Regions from separate parts of the Pan troglodytes genome. Here region 1 is linked to region 2. A link is a contact called in public HiChIP or PLAC-seq data. All regions are on one chromosome and are shown on one strand. The core of a region is the stretch at or near the end of the contact, and the rest is flanking DNA. Distances in the headings are between cores, read along the strand shown. Region 1 holds the start of PCDH1 (protocadherin 1). Region 2 holds the start of ARAP3 (ArfGAP with RhoGAP domain, ankyrin repeat and PH domain 3).

Region 1 (6,268 bases), core at 1,373-3,872, 200 kb after region 2:
ACCCCCACCCCGGCAGCGCCCAGCCTCCAGGAACCCAAGGCAAGGCTAGGGCGCGGCGTGGTGAGAACGCGCCTCGGCTAGTTGGGGGAGCCCTTGCGCCCCCCGCACCCAGGCCACCGCGGGGAATCCCTCCTCCCCGGCATCTCCGGCCTCGGCCTAGGGTCCCCCGCAGGCCGGAGCCGTCGCGAGCAGCGCAGCGGGCGCCGGGAGGGGGCGGGGAGGGAGCCGGCGCCGGAATCACAAAGCCGCGAACCCGGCTAGGCGGGGACATTCTCATAAAACCGACCCTCTCGTGGCGAGCAGAGGGAGTTTTTTGCCCTACGCTCAGTCCTCCAAGGCCTCAGTGCCGCCCCCAGTCTTTCCTGGCAGAAGAAATAGTAGCCGACCACTGTTGGGGAAACTGAGGCCAGAATTCTGACTTACAGAGGGTAGCTGGGGGGGAAGGGGTGCGAGACCACCTCGCCTACAAATTCTGCTCCTATGCCTGCCGCGATCTCTGTTCTGGCTCCAGGGCCTGCCCGCGCACACACTGGCCTACAGCGGGGACCAGGCGGAGGGGGCGCCCAGGTGTGAGACGAACCCAGGTGTGCGGGACCCAGGTGTGCTGGAGACCCAGGTGGCTCAGAAAACTCAGCTAAATGGCTGGAAGAGGGTCGCAATCACCGTCCCAGGCTAGCACCCTCTACAAAGGAACCTGGGGCCCCAGAGCTCCGGGGAGGCGGGATGGCTTGCCAGCCAGGTCCAGCTTGTTCCCGGAACACCGGCCGGTTCGGCCCGGGAGTGGCGGTTGGGGAGGCGCCGACTGGGAAGCCGGCAGGCCGGCCCAGCCTTCCCGCTGTGCCGATATTTACAATAATAATGTCGCGATTAACGTGGCGGGGCGCTTGGGGCTCGCCGAGCGACCCCGGCGGCTTCTCCTGCCTGAATCTGGACTCCGAGAGAGAGGAACGGAGTGTGTGTGTTTGTGTGTATGCGCTGCAGGGTGTAATGTAATGTGACACTGTTGGTTTAAGGTGTGTGTGACACCCAGTGTTAAGATGGGTGAAGCAGTGGATTCTGTGTTTGTGACCGTGAGGCGCTGCTGTAGGTGCCAATTCCTGTGTTAGAGTGTGTGCCATCAAGCGTGTGCTGAGATACTGGGTTGTGTGTTTGTGTGGGTGCAGTAGAGGGGTGCAAGGAGACCTGTGCTGTGTACCTATGTTCTGGCCAAGAAATGGGTGAGATGATATATGCTAGGGTGTGTTCCTTAAAGGAATGTGGGGGGTGGCTAGGTTTTGAGGGTTCATGTAGTGAACTGTGGCTGTGACACTCGTACATGAGGGCACGAGATTGTGTTTGTGTGTCCACGTCGCGGGGTGTCACACCCGGTTGTGTTATTGCTCTGTAAAGCCACGGGTTGTGTGTCGGTGCTGCTGATCGTGCAGGCACTGAAGCGGATTCTGAGCTGGCGACGGTGCCCCAGTGGGCGCTGGTGTGCGGGAGGTATGTCTGTGTGCACATATGCACGGATGTATGTATGTGTGTATATATGTCCACGGTCTGGCCCTCTGGGTGCCCGCGGGAAGCTGGAAGCGGCTGAGTGAGCCGAGCTAGTTGCCCAACAAGTGTGTATGTATGTGTTGTGGACAAGGGTCCTTGCTTGCTCCGTCCTCCGGGAGACCCCCACCAAACTGGGGGCCGCGCGCTTCCCCAAACCCATCCTCCACGCCGCGCGCTCCTGGAGTCTCCTTATCCCCGTCTCTCCGAGCGCGCCCAGGTTCGGGACGCGGGGACTAGGGTTCTGCTCAGCACCCCCTCCCCTCCCTCGGCTTCTCGCCGCGGACCTGGGAGGACGGAATCCCTCAGCCGCATCCCCTAGTCTGGGCTCCCAGCAGCCCCCACCTCAGCCCCCTCGCGCCGAGCTCGGGTTGGGCCCCCGCGGCCTCGCTCCGCCGAGCGCCCCTCCCTCAGCTCCCGCCGGCCATGACCGCTTCGGGCCCCAAGCCGCTGCTGCCTCCACCGCCGCCGGATCCTTACCCGCCTCCGGGCAGCGCCGGCCGCCCGCCCCTCTGTCCATGAGCCGCCGCCGGCCCCGGCCCGGGCTGCGGCTCCGCACGGCTGGGGCTGGCGCTGCAGTTCGGGCTCCGGCTCCGGCTGGCTCTGGGCGCAGCAGCCCGGCGGCTTTGCGTCCGCGCCGCGCTCCCGCTCCCCGAGTGTGTGAGGCGGCGGCGGCGGCGGCGGCGGCGGCGGCGGCGGCGGCGGAGCCAGCAGAGAGCGGAGCGCACAGCCCGGCCCGCCCCCTCCCTCCCCCCTCCCTCCCGGCCCGCCCGCCTCCCCGCCCCCCCTCCCCCCCTCCGGCCGGGAGGTGGAGCTCGGGACCGCTCCGGTCCGGCTGGGAGGGGACCCCGAGCACCGCTCCCCAAAGCCTGGACCCCTCCCTCTGCCATCTCTTCACTGCCCGAGGCCCAGTACACAGGCCGTCCCCTCCTCTGCGCCTCACCTTACACTTATCCCACCCAAGCCTCCATCTAGGACCGCTCCTGGATTCCCCTCCTTACCCTACTCAAACACCTGTCCCCAGCTCTGTCTGCCCCCTGGGAAGTCGAGGCAAGGGAAGTGTCTCCCACAGCGCCTTCTTCCCTGGGCACCTGCTCCTCCATATCCACCCTCTTCCCGCCCAGATCCCCGATCACCCTGTGTGGCCCTCCCTTCCCGCTGCGCTCGGGGAAAGTCCACCCCTCCCCCTCCGGCCGAAGCCGCAGAGCGGTCAGCCTCGGTGGCCGCAGTAAGCCGTGGGGGTGGGGCTATGGAGGGGACCGTGGGAGGAGGAGGCTAATGGGACCCGGGGGCTCTAGAGTGAGGATGGGGAAGATACACAAGCGTGAAGACGAAGTGCTGCTCCTGAGCTTAGGCTATTCGAGGGTCCCCTGATCACCTGCCCTCTGCACGGCGTAGTGCTGCGGCCACACGTATTTGCCAGTGACTTACATTATACAGTCACCGGGTCCCTGCCCCGCGAGGCCGCGCAGTGTCACGGCCTGTGTCACACGCCCTCGCAGTGCCACACGCTCCCTATCACACTCACACTCACCAAATCACACACGGTGTCACACGCAGTGTCTCACACACTCCAATACTCGGTTTCTCCCATTCAGCTCTGGCTCTCTGGCGCCATCTAGAGGTCTCTGAGTAGCTTGGGAACTCCCTCTCCTGCGCTTGCGGTTTGGTAACCCAGGCTACCAAGTGTCCCAGTTCAACAGGACCTCCTGCCTTCTTCGCCTGCAGGCCCAGGCAGAGTGTTCTAGGTCAAAAGAATGAGGAAGGTTATCCCTAGCCAGGCCTAGTGCTGGGTGAGGAAAGGCTCTTGTTATGGGATGACCAGTTGTTGGGCCTCTTTTTGCCATAGCCTCTGACTCCCCATCTCTGTCCTTCCCCATTTTCCTATTCCTATCACTCTTCTGTGCCTTTCCTCTTTCTTCTACTTCCTTCTCTTCTCAGCTCTGGCCTCTCTCGGTGGGATGCTCTTCAGGGTAAAAGTGGAATCTCTGGTTAGCTAAGAGAGCAAGCAAAGTCTGTCCAAGATCTCTCCCAGAGCAGCCCTGCTTAACTGGACTCCTTTTCTGACCTGGGCCCTGCTCTATCCCTCAGCCCCAGGAGCCCAGGGGCGGGGCTCTAGATGGGAGATGGGGTTATCTGGTGAAAGAGGGGGGTGGGTCTGTTCTGTAAGTAGCTTCTTTCTGTCTCTAGAAAGCTCATACTCTCCACATCATTGAGCACAGCTCCGAGGAGGGAATCAGTGGCCCAGAGAGAAGAAATCTTCCACAGAAGAGCTGCCCCGGTCTCCCTGCCCCCAGCGTGTGCCCGCTGCCCAATGCAGCAAACCCTCCCTGGTCTGCTTGCTGGGAGCCATTCAAAGGCTCCTCTGTTCTCCTCCCTTGCTCAGGGCTGAGCAGGATCAGCAGCCGCAGAGCTGGGCAGGAAATGCTAATCTCCCAGATGTTCGCCTCCATCCTCCCTGCTCCACCACCATCAAACTCAAATTCTGCACCAAGTGGTAGGAGCAGAACTGGGCCAGAGCAGCAGCACCAGGGTGTGCCTACTCTTCTCCCTGCTCCCCAGCCCCTCCTACCCCAGCTGCCAGGCTGGGCTCTGTGCCCCTGAGTCAGGGGCAATGTAGATATGAGAATTGGGGCCTTTTTTCCCCAGGAAAGAGGGCAGGTGAGCAAGCAGGGACTGGGAGGATGGTTGGGGAGCAAGGGAGGTGGCATTTGAAGAGGAGAGAAGTCAGACTTTTGGCCCTGTACCAAAGTGGGAGGAGGACCTGCTTGGCAAGTGAAGCATTGGGGGAGGCTCCTGAAACTGATGGTGCCTGAGTTCCAGCTGAGACTGTGGCCAGGGATTGGAACCAGGGTGATGCTGGGTATGGGAACGGTTGGGGTGCTTGCTGTGATATCCGTGTACCTGGGATGGGCTGTGGCTAAGTGAACTAGGATGCTGTAGGGCCTGGAACTGTAACACCAAGGCTGCTGCCTCTGATTGTACTTAGGACACTGTTGCAGTGCTCTGATGCTGGTGTGCCTAGGCTATAGCCAATAAGATTACCTGAGAAACTATCGCCAAGCTGTGTGTATATGGGTGTGTGTGTGCATGTTGAGGGAGGGCTGTAACTGATAAGCTGTTGGGCCTGAAGCTATAGATATGAGGCTGGCACACCTGAGACTGGCTGTAGCTGAGAAGCTGTTCCCTGTTAATATGATGTAGATGGGACTGTAACTGGATCCATTGACTAGGTCCTAGGAGATGAGAGGCTGTTGAGAGGAGCCTGTACCTGGAAGACAGGCTGTTACCTGGGATAGGAGCAGAGCTACTGTTGTGTATGGGACTGTAGCTGAGCCGCTATTGGTCCTGGAGCTGTAGCTGTGATGACAGCATACTGGGGATTGGCTATAGCTAAGATGCTGTTGCTCAGGATTGTGGCTGGGCTGTTACTGTGTGCTGGACTCTAGCTGGGATGCCTGCAGCTATAACTTTAAAGCTTGGGTGTAGCTAGGAGGCCATTTCCTGGTAATTTTGCTGGACCATTGTTGTGTGGGGGCTGTGGCTGAGACTCTATTGTTTAGGAGATGACAAGCTGTTCTGGGAGGCAGGATACTACCTGAGATGGAAGCTGATGTACTGTTGGAGCTGATCTACTGTTGTGCCTAGGGTGGTCCCCAAGTGGCTGTTGCTGGGTCAGTGACGAGCTGGGTGGGGAAGCCAAGTGAGTCCTGCCTTGAGGTCTGGGAGATGCCAGGAGCCCTAGGCTGGGTGGGGGCTGCTGCTCTGGGGAGGCCTCAGCAGCTGCTCTGCTGTGGAGCTGGAAAGCCTGTTTTCATTACTGTTTTAACTCTTTTTTTAACCTTGTTTTTCTCTCGGCTGCACTTTCGCTCACTCATTAATTTTGGTATTTTTCTCACGGTGCCTCAGCCCCTGTCACGGCTGCCATGGCAACAGGAGGCAGTGTGCTCAGTGCCAAAATATCTGATCAAAAAATAACCAAAATAAGCAAACACCAAGACGACTGTTCTGGGAACTATGGTTGAGGGAGAGCCGATGGCTCAGATCCAGGAAACCCTAGGCTCCAGGGTACCTGTTTCACTACCCCTCTCCCCCAGGGAAGCTTTGCTGAACATTCTGATAACCTAGAGGGCCCCTTTCCAAGGAATCCCCCACAGCACAATCTCCTAGGACTCTGAGATTTCCAATAGTTCCTGTCCAAGGGGCAGCTTTGCCTGAGGTGGGAGCATCGGGAGAGGGTGAGGGCTGGGGATCACTTCCCAGGAGCTGGCAGATGAAGCTTCTAAGAAGCTCCCTCCCTGCCCTAGCCACAAGCATCCGCACTCACTCATTCACCCACCCCTCTTCTGGCCCTTCTTGCCTTAGGCTTATCTCCCTTTCTCTGCACCCAACCCCCACTAGGCCACTTTTGTTTTCTCACAGCCCAACATTCTGATGGGATGAACAGAGGGGAGGAAGCTGACAGTCTCCAGCCCCCTACCAACTCCTCAGTGGAGGTGCCAGAGAGGGGTACCATAAAAGTAGCTGACATTCCGAGGCCTCTGCCCACCTCTAGCTCACCTTCCTAGGGGAGATTCCTGAACATCCCTGACCACTCACACTGCACTCCAATTTTCCCTCCCACTTCTTGGGAGCCTTCTAGTTCCCTGGAGACCTCCTCTCAAGTGGGCATGTCCCCAGGAGGGGTAAAAGGATAGAGCCTCACATAAGTTAGAAATGGGCAGAGCTCTTG
Region 2 (6,348 bases), core at 3,376-5,875:
GGCCCCCTACAGACCACTCCCAACATAGCAACCAGGGGGATCCCTTTATAAAGTCAAAACCCCTCAATGGCTTCCCATTTCACTTAGAGTAAAAGCCAAAGTCCCTTATCTGGCCTCTTGTTTTTGTTTTTTTGGTTTTGTTTCGTTTTTTGTTTTTGTTTTTGTTTTGAGACAGGGTCTCACTCGGTTGTCCAGGATGGAGGGCAGTGGCATGATCTTGACTTACTGCAACCTCCGCCTCCCGGGTTCAAGTGATTCTCCTGCCTCAGCCTCCCTAGTAGCTGGGACTACAGGTGTGTGCCACCACCCCCAGCTATTTTTTTTTTTTTTTTTTTTGAGACGGAGTCCTGCTTTGTTGCCCAGGCTGGAGTGCAGCGGCACGACCTTTGCTCACTGCAAGCTCCGCCTCCCGGGTTCACGCCATTCTCCTGCCTCAGCCTCCTGAGTAGCTGGGACTACAGGCGCCCACCACCACGCCCGGCTATTTTTTTGTATTTTTAGTAGAGACGAGGTTTCACCATGTTGGCTAGGCTGCTCTCAAACTCCTGAACTCAGGTGGTCCGCCAACCTTGGCCTCCCAAAGTGCTGGGATTACAGGCATGAGCCACTGTGCCCGACCCTTATCTGGCCTCTTTTACCTCTCTGACTTCATCTCCTGCCATTCCTCCCACCGTGGCCCACCTGCCCCAGCCAAGATGGCCTGGCCTCCTCACTGCTCCTGGATCCCCTTGGGCACACACCCGCCTTGAGGCCTCTGTTCCAATCACTTGCCCTACCGGGGCACTCTTCCCCAGTTATCTTCATGGCTAACTCCTTCACCTCCTTCAAGTTTTTGATCAAATGTCATCTTCTTAACGCTCCGCTAACTGTAAATGAAAAATTGCAGTCCACCCATTTTGCCCCCAAGCCCTCTTTTTTTTTTTCTTAGTCACTGCTACCTCCACCTCCCAGGTTCAAGCAATTCTCCTTCCTCAGCCTCCTAAGTAGCTGGGATTATAGGCGTCCACCACCGCACCTGGCTAATTTTTGTATTTTTACGGAGTTTCATCCTGTTGGCCAGGCTGGTCTCAAACTCCTGACCTCAGGTGATCCGTCTGCCTCAGCCTCCCAAAGTGCTGGGATTACAGGTGTGAGCCACCATGCCCAGCCAACCCCCCAGCCCTCTTACTCTGCTCTATTTTTTCCATGGCACTTAATACCTTTTAACGTTCTATAGTATTTAATGTATTATGTTTATTGTTAATGGACTATCTCCCCACAAGGGCAGGGATTTCTGTGTACGCTGATCTATCCCAAGCATCTACATCCGGTGCATGATAGTTGCTCAATAAATATTTGTTGAATGAAAAAATGAAAAGCACTTCTCCTGGTTGGGCACAGTGGCTCATGCCTGTAATCCCAGCACTTTGGGAGGCCAAGGAGGTAGGATCACCTGAGGTCAGGAGTTCGAGACCAGCCTGGCCAACATGGCGAAACCCCATCTCTACTAAAAATACAAAAATTAGCCGGGCATGGTGGCACGCACCTGTAATCCCAGCTACTCGGGAGCCTGAGACAGGAGAATCGCTTGAACCCAGGAGGGGGAGGTTGCAGTGAGCCGAGATTGTGCCACTGCACTCCAATCTGGGCAACAAGGCAAGACTCCGTCTCAAAAAGAAAGAAAGAAAGAAAAGCACTTCTCCCAATTTTCCATTATATGACCATTGGTTTGTCTACTTGTTTTATTCCCTGTCTGTCCCACTGAGTCACAAGCTGCCTGAGGGTGGCACTGGGTCTGTGATACTCATCCTGTATCTTGAGTGCCTGGCTGGTGAATACTCAATGCACATTTGTTGAATAACTGGATACATGGCCGCCACCGACTCACCTGCTCCTCCCTCCCACCACTTCCCTATTTAGTACTCACCTGTGTTCAGCCCTGTCCTGACAAACACCTCTGCTCTCTCTTCTGTCGGGGGCTCCTGGAGTCCCCACAGGTTGGACACCATAGTACAGGCAACCAGGATCCATGATGTGCACTGGCAGGAGGAGAGGGGAACGCACAAGGAAGAGGAGATCGCTGGGAGTGTATGAGGTCCTGCCGGCACTATCCCTCTCCCCCAACCCGTGATAACCCAGTTACCTGTGCCTGTTGTGGGCCTGAGGGCAGGGGTGGGGGCAGAGATTTGGGAGCTGTCTGGGGCCCTGAATGGAAAGGTCTATTGGTTACTTAAGGAGAGAGGAGGAAGAACAAGCCTTCATGCCCTGCTCCCCGCCTCAGTCCCCCTCATGCTCTCCTCCCCACTCCTCCCAGCATCAGTCCCTAGGGAGCCAACTCCACTCACTTGTCCTGAGCTGCCTGTGCCCTGCCTCTTGAGTCCAGGCCAAAGTAGATGGAATTAGGCATCATCTCCACAGTATTTAGGGCTGAAGACTGCTCAGAGGAGGAAGTGGGGAGAGGAGGGGGCCTTGGGCTGGGCTCTGGGCTCCTGGACACTCCTGGTCCCCCGAGGGCTGGGCTCAGCCCAGGTCTCTGAGTGGTGGCAGGGCCACTGAGTCCACCAAACACGGTCCTGGGCTTCGGCACGGGCTTAGGGGGCTGGGCTTGCGGGGCTGGGCTGGGGGATGGTTCCATGGCACTATCTGATTTGGGATCCAGGGAGCCCTCTTCGGTGCCTGTCTGCAGCAGGCGTAGAATGCGTTTCCGGTGCCCTGTGGCGCTGATGCCCAACTGCTTCAGCTCCTCGTGGCCCAGGCCCCGGGCTGCACCTGCTGTAGCCAGGCCATGCCGTCGGAACGTGTCTGCATACTGCTCCAGGTGCACCGTGGCCAGCCACACAGCGATGTCCAGGTCCTGAGGGGCAGCCATGGGGGCTCAGGCCATTGCTGGGGGGAGGGGCAGGGTGAAGGGAGGGCTCAGGCTGAGAATCCCCCTCCCTGCCCCAGAGTCTGAGGCCTGGACAGTGAGCACCAGCCTCCAATCTTCCTCCAAAGAAAGATGCTGAAAGGCCTGCGATCTGGAAGCAGAGCCATCCCAGAACAACAGCAATGGCTCTCTACTTAGGGAAGGGACTTCATTTGAAGTTAAGGAAACTGAGGCCCAGAGAGGGGAAGGGGCTTGCCCCAGGTTCACAGTAAGTCAGTGCTAGAGTTGGCCCCTCAGTTCCTGCCCACCCTGGGTCTGGGTCAAAGCTCTGCTCCTGCCTGACTGCACATCCAACTGAGTAAGCATGGGACAAGATGCTAGAATGCTGTGGGGCACAGTGGGATAGGGAGATGCAGAGGAGGGGCCAATGATGTGGCCAATCAGCTCTGGAGTAAGGTGGGGAGAGGGGCAGCCTAGATAGGAGGAAGGAGGTGCAGACGCCCCCTCCCTCTTGTTTCCAGAGCCGATGTATGCAGGCCTGCCATCCTAATCCTGGTTGTTCCCAGTCCCTCCTCCCCTTCCACCTATTGTCTCTGCTCAGACTTCCTTCCTGTCCCTCCAGCCCTGGCCGCCTCCACATCCTGCCTGCTTTGGTCAGGCTGCCGGGAGAGCCCTAACCAGTCCTAATGTGTGGGGTCCCGGCCCTGGGTGGAGGCTAATTGAAGAATAAGGATGGGGATGGAGAACCAGGCCAGAGAGATGAGGCCTGACCTCTGGTCAGGGGTACTCCAGAGGCTTCTGGACTCTTTGCCCACCGGCAGCATGTTCACATGCTGTTCACCTGTGTGTGCACATGCCCTGTAGCGATTTGGCAGTGTGAAATGCCATCCCCCCACCTCTGCTTTCTCCAAGCCTTCCTTTTCTGAGCTTGCCTTTTCCCTGCTCATTCCCTTGGGCTCAGGTCTCTGTGCTCTGTCCCCCTTCCACCAGCCTGACCCCGACCCTGACCCTGGTCTATTTCATAGACCTGTCTCTAATTCTGTGGCCCCTGAGTTTTATCTCTGCCTTGTCACTGTCCCTGCCCCATTCCATCTCAACCTCTCAATTCTTCTTTGTCCCTCTCCTTGTCCCACCCTGTTTTGCTCTCTGTCATTAAGCTTGTCCTTGACTCAGTCTACAATTCTAACCAGATCTTGAGTTGTATCTGTGTCTCTGTCTGCCTCTGAGCCTGGGTTTCTGTCTTCCGCCTCGGCCTAGGCTCTCTCCCTGTTACTCTTGTGCTCTGTCGATGACCAGGACGCCCTCTCCGTCCCAGCATCACTGCTGGCCTCCCTCTGCCTCTCTCCAGCTGGGCCTCATTCCCAAGCCAGGGCCCGCGTGCTGAGCCTCGGGCCCTGACTCAGGGCCCGGTTTCCCGGTGACTCAGGCCGGGCTCGACAGCACGGGGCTGGGAGCTGAGGTGCTCGCGGGACAGGAGTGGCGGGGGCGGGGCGGGCAGTGGCGGGCAGCGCAGGCTGCGACGAGGGAGGGGGCGAGGAGGGATGAGGCAGAGGCCGGGCAGCAGGAGGGAGGGGCGGGTCGTGGCAGGGATGGGGAGGGCCGCCGGCGCCGAGGGGGCCTGGGAGCCCACGAAGGCCCTCGAGAAGGTGATGGGGAGGAGTCTGGGAAGCAGGGACCCGGGGGGCGCGGGGATCCTCACCTCACTACGCGGCCGCCGTCCGCTCGCGGGTGCCCGCCGCTCGTCCGAGGTTCTGGGTCCCGCCGCGCCGGCCCCGCCTCCCCTCTGCCCTCCCTCGACGGGCCCAGCCCCGCCCCGCCCGGCCGGTTCCCTCCGCGGGGCCCCGGCCACTCCTTGTGCAAGCGCAGGCCTCCAAAGGGTTTGGGCTTCTTGCCCAACCGCCGCGCTTATCTCCGAGTCTGCCCCCAGTCTGCCCTCTCGCAGGCCGAGAAAGGACCAGAACACGTTGGGACGAAGACAACCTCAGGGAGAGGGACAAAGAGGCAGAGACCGGGACGGAGATTGGGACGGAGGTAGAAACTGAGAAAGGGAGAGTGCCAGGGACGGCTTTGCATCCTCTCCGCTGCTCCCATGCCCTCCAGTCCTGCCAAAAGGGAGGAGGAAAGGTCGAGCCCTAATCCCCCAGGGCACCTCTCCCACGCCCAGAAGGGTGGCTGGACCCTGGCAACTAGTTTAGTGTGGGGACGGAAGCTGGACATCCAGAATTGAGACTTGGCCTGGGCAACAAGCGCAGAGGCCCAGCAGAGGGGTACCCGTCTGTTTCTCCCCACTTCCATCCCCAAGGGCCCGGCCTAGGTTCCTTCGAGGGATGAAGGTCCGCAAGGCACATCCCTACTTCCAAACCAAGGTTTGGGGCTGCCTTTTTGGGACAGGCGGACGCCCTGCAAGCTCAGTGACCAAGCAAGCAGCTGTTTCATTCATGGGAGAAGCCGCCCCTTCTCCCCAACTCCCACCCTAAAATTTCAGGGGGGATGCCGGGGAGGCCTGAGGAGGAATGGCCCTTCTCTCCTTCGCTAATCTTGCCGGAACCCCGGTCCTGGAGCCTGTCTCCCGGGGGCGGAGGCACTTCCCTCTCTGAGCAGGACCAGTGTTTGGGTTGGGGGGGGGGGTGTTTGTGTGTGTGTGTGTGTGTGTATGTGTGTATGTGTGTATGTGTTGGGGGTGGCGGGGGCGCTGGCCGGCTGTGTTTTCCTGTTTGTATGAGAGGAAGTTGGCTGTGAGTCAGCAGACACAGGAACTGTCAGTAGCTAGGGGAAGACCCCTGCCTCAGGGGAAGAAGAGGGGAGTGGGAGGAAGTGGTTCCCACCTCTTCCAGCTGCCTCAGCTAGGGGAGGGACTGTCATCTTCAGCCTACTGGAGCCCCACTTTCCCGGCCTTCCCTTTGAGAAAGAGAATTATAGTAATAAAATAATAATTGCAATAGCCATAATAAGGGCTACCAATTATTGAGAGCTGACTGTGCTCCAGGATCTATGTAAACATTGCTTTGCAAACTTTAATCCTCACAAATATCCCTACAAATAGGAAATTTTATCACCTCTATTTTACATATAAGGAGACAGGGAGCATTAAATAACTTGCTCAAGACTCTGCAGCTAGAAAATAGCCAACCCTCCAAGTCTATATCTATAACTACCATGCTCACCTACCACCCTGGACAGGACCCCTGCACCATGTCCTTTTTTTCGGATGGGCAACTGTGGTGGCAGTGAGAATGCTCCTCACAGATCTTACACTGTGAGGAGTGAAATTAACCAATGGCCCCAGCTGCTTCTCTCTGAAATCTAAGGCCAGCTTCCCACTGGGCTGCTCCCAGCCAGTGACAGAGCTCAGCAGAGATCCTAAGGCAGACCCATTCCTGGGAGATAGGGGACTCCTTTGACAGCTGACTTTGGATCAAGATTTCCCAATGGCTTTGCTGAACTTTCCTTTGACTGGTGTTTTAGGATGCTCCTCTCAACCTTTATTCCTTCTCTCTCTCCTT

The links. HiChIP or PLAC-seq counts read pairs in DNA pulled down with a chosen protein or histone mark.
Region 1: an H3K4me3 HiChIP or PLAC-seq map of stem cell-derived excitatory neurons shows a contact between it and region 2, with 7 times the contacts expected there. The contact joins the promoter of PCDH1 here to the promoter of ARAP3 in region 2. A contact is called at or near these places in 2 of 7 Hi-C or Micro-C datasets (induced pluripotent stem cells and stem cell-derived neural progenitor cells), 1 of 1 datasets of contacts at active chromatin or transcription factors (stem cell-derived excitatory neurons) and 1 of 1 other capture datasets (stem cell-derived neural stem cells).

What each region holds. Positions count from the first base shown.
Region 1 is chr4:139,595,519-139,601,786 of NHGRI_mPanTro3-v2.0_pri, forward strand. It overlaps PCDH1 (protocadherin 1), which reads right to left and starts at 2,623. Exons shown (of 5, transcript XM_009449838.2): 1 at 2,538-2,623. It overlaps LOC104006583 (a long non-coding RNA gene), which reads left to right and starts at 2,661. Exons shown (of 3, transcript XR_008548089.2): 1 at 2,661-6,268.
Region 2 is chr4:139,398,308-139,404,655 of NHGRI_mPanTro3-v2.0_pri, forward strand. ARAP3 (ArfGAP with RhoGAP domain, ankyrin repeat and PH domain 3) reads right to left here and starts at 4,626. Exons shown (of 33, transcript XM_009449832.5): 1 at 4,545-4,626; 2 at 2,325-2,833; 3 at 2,123-2,184; 4 at 1,907-2,018. The coding sequence starts at 2,614.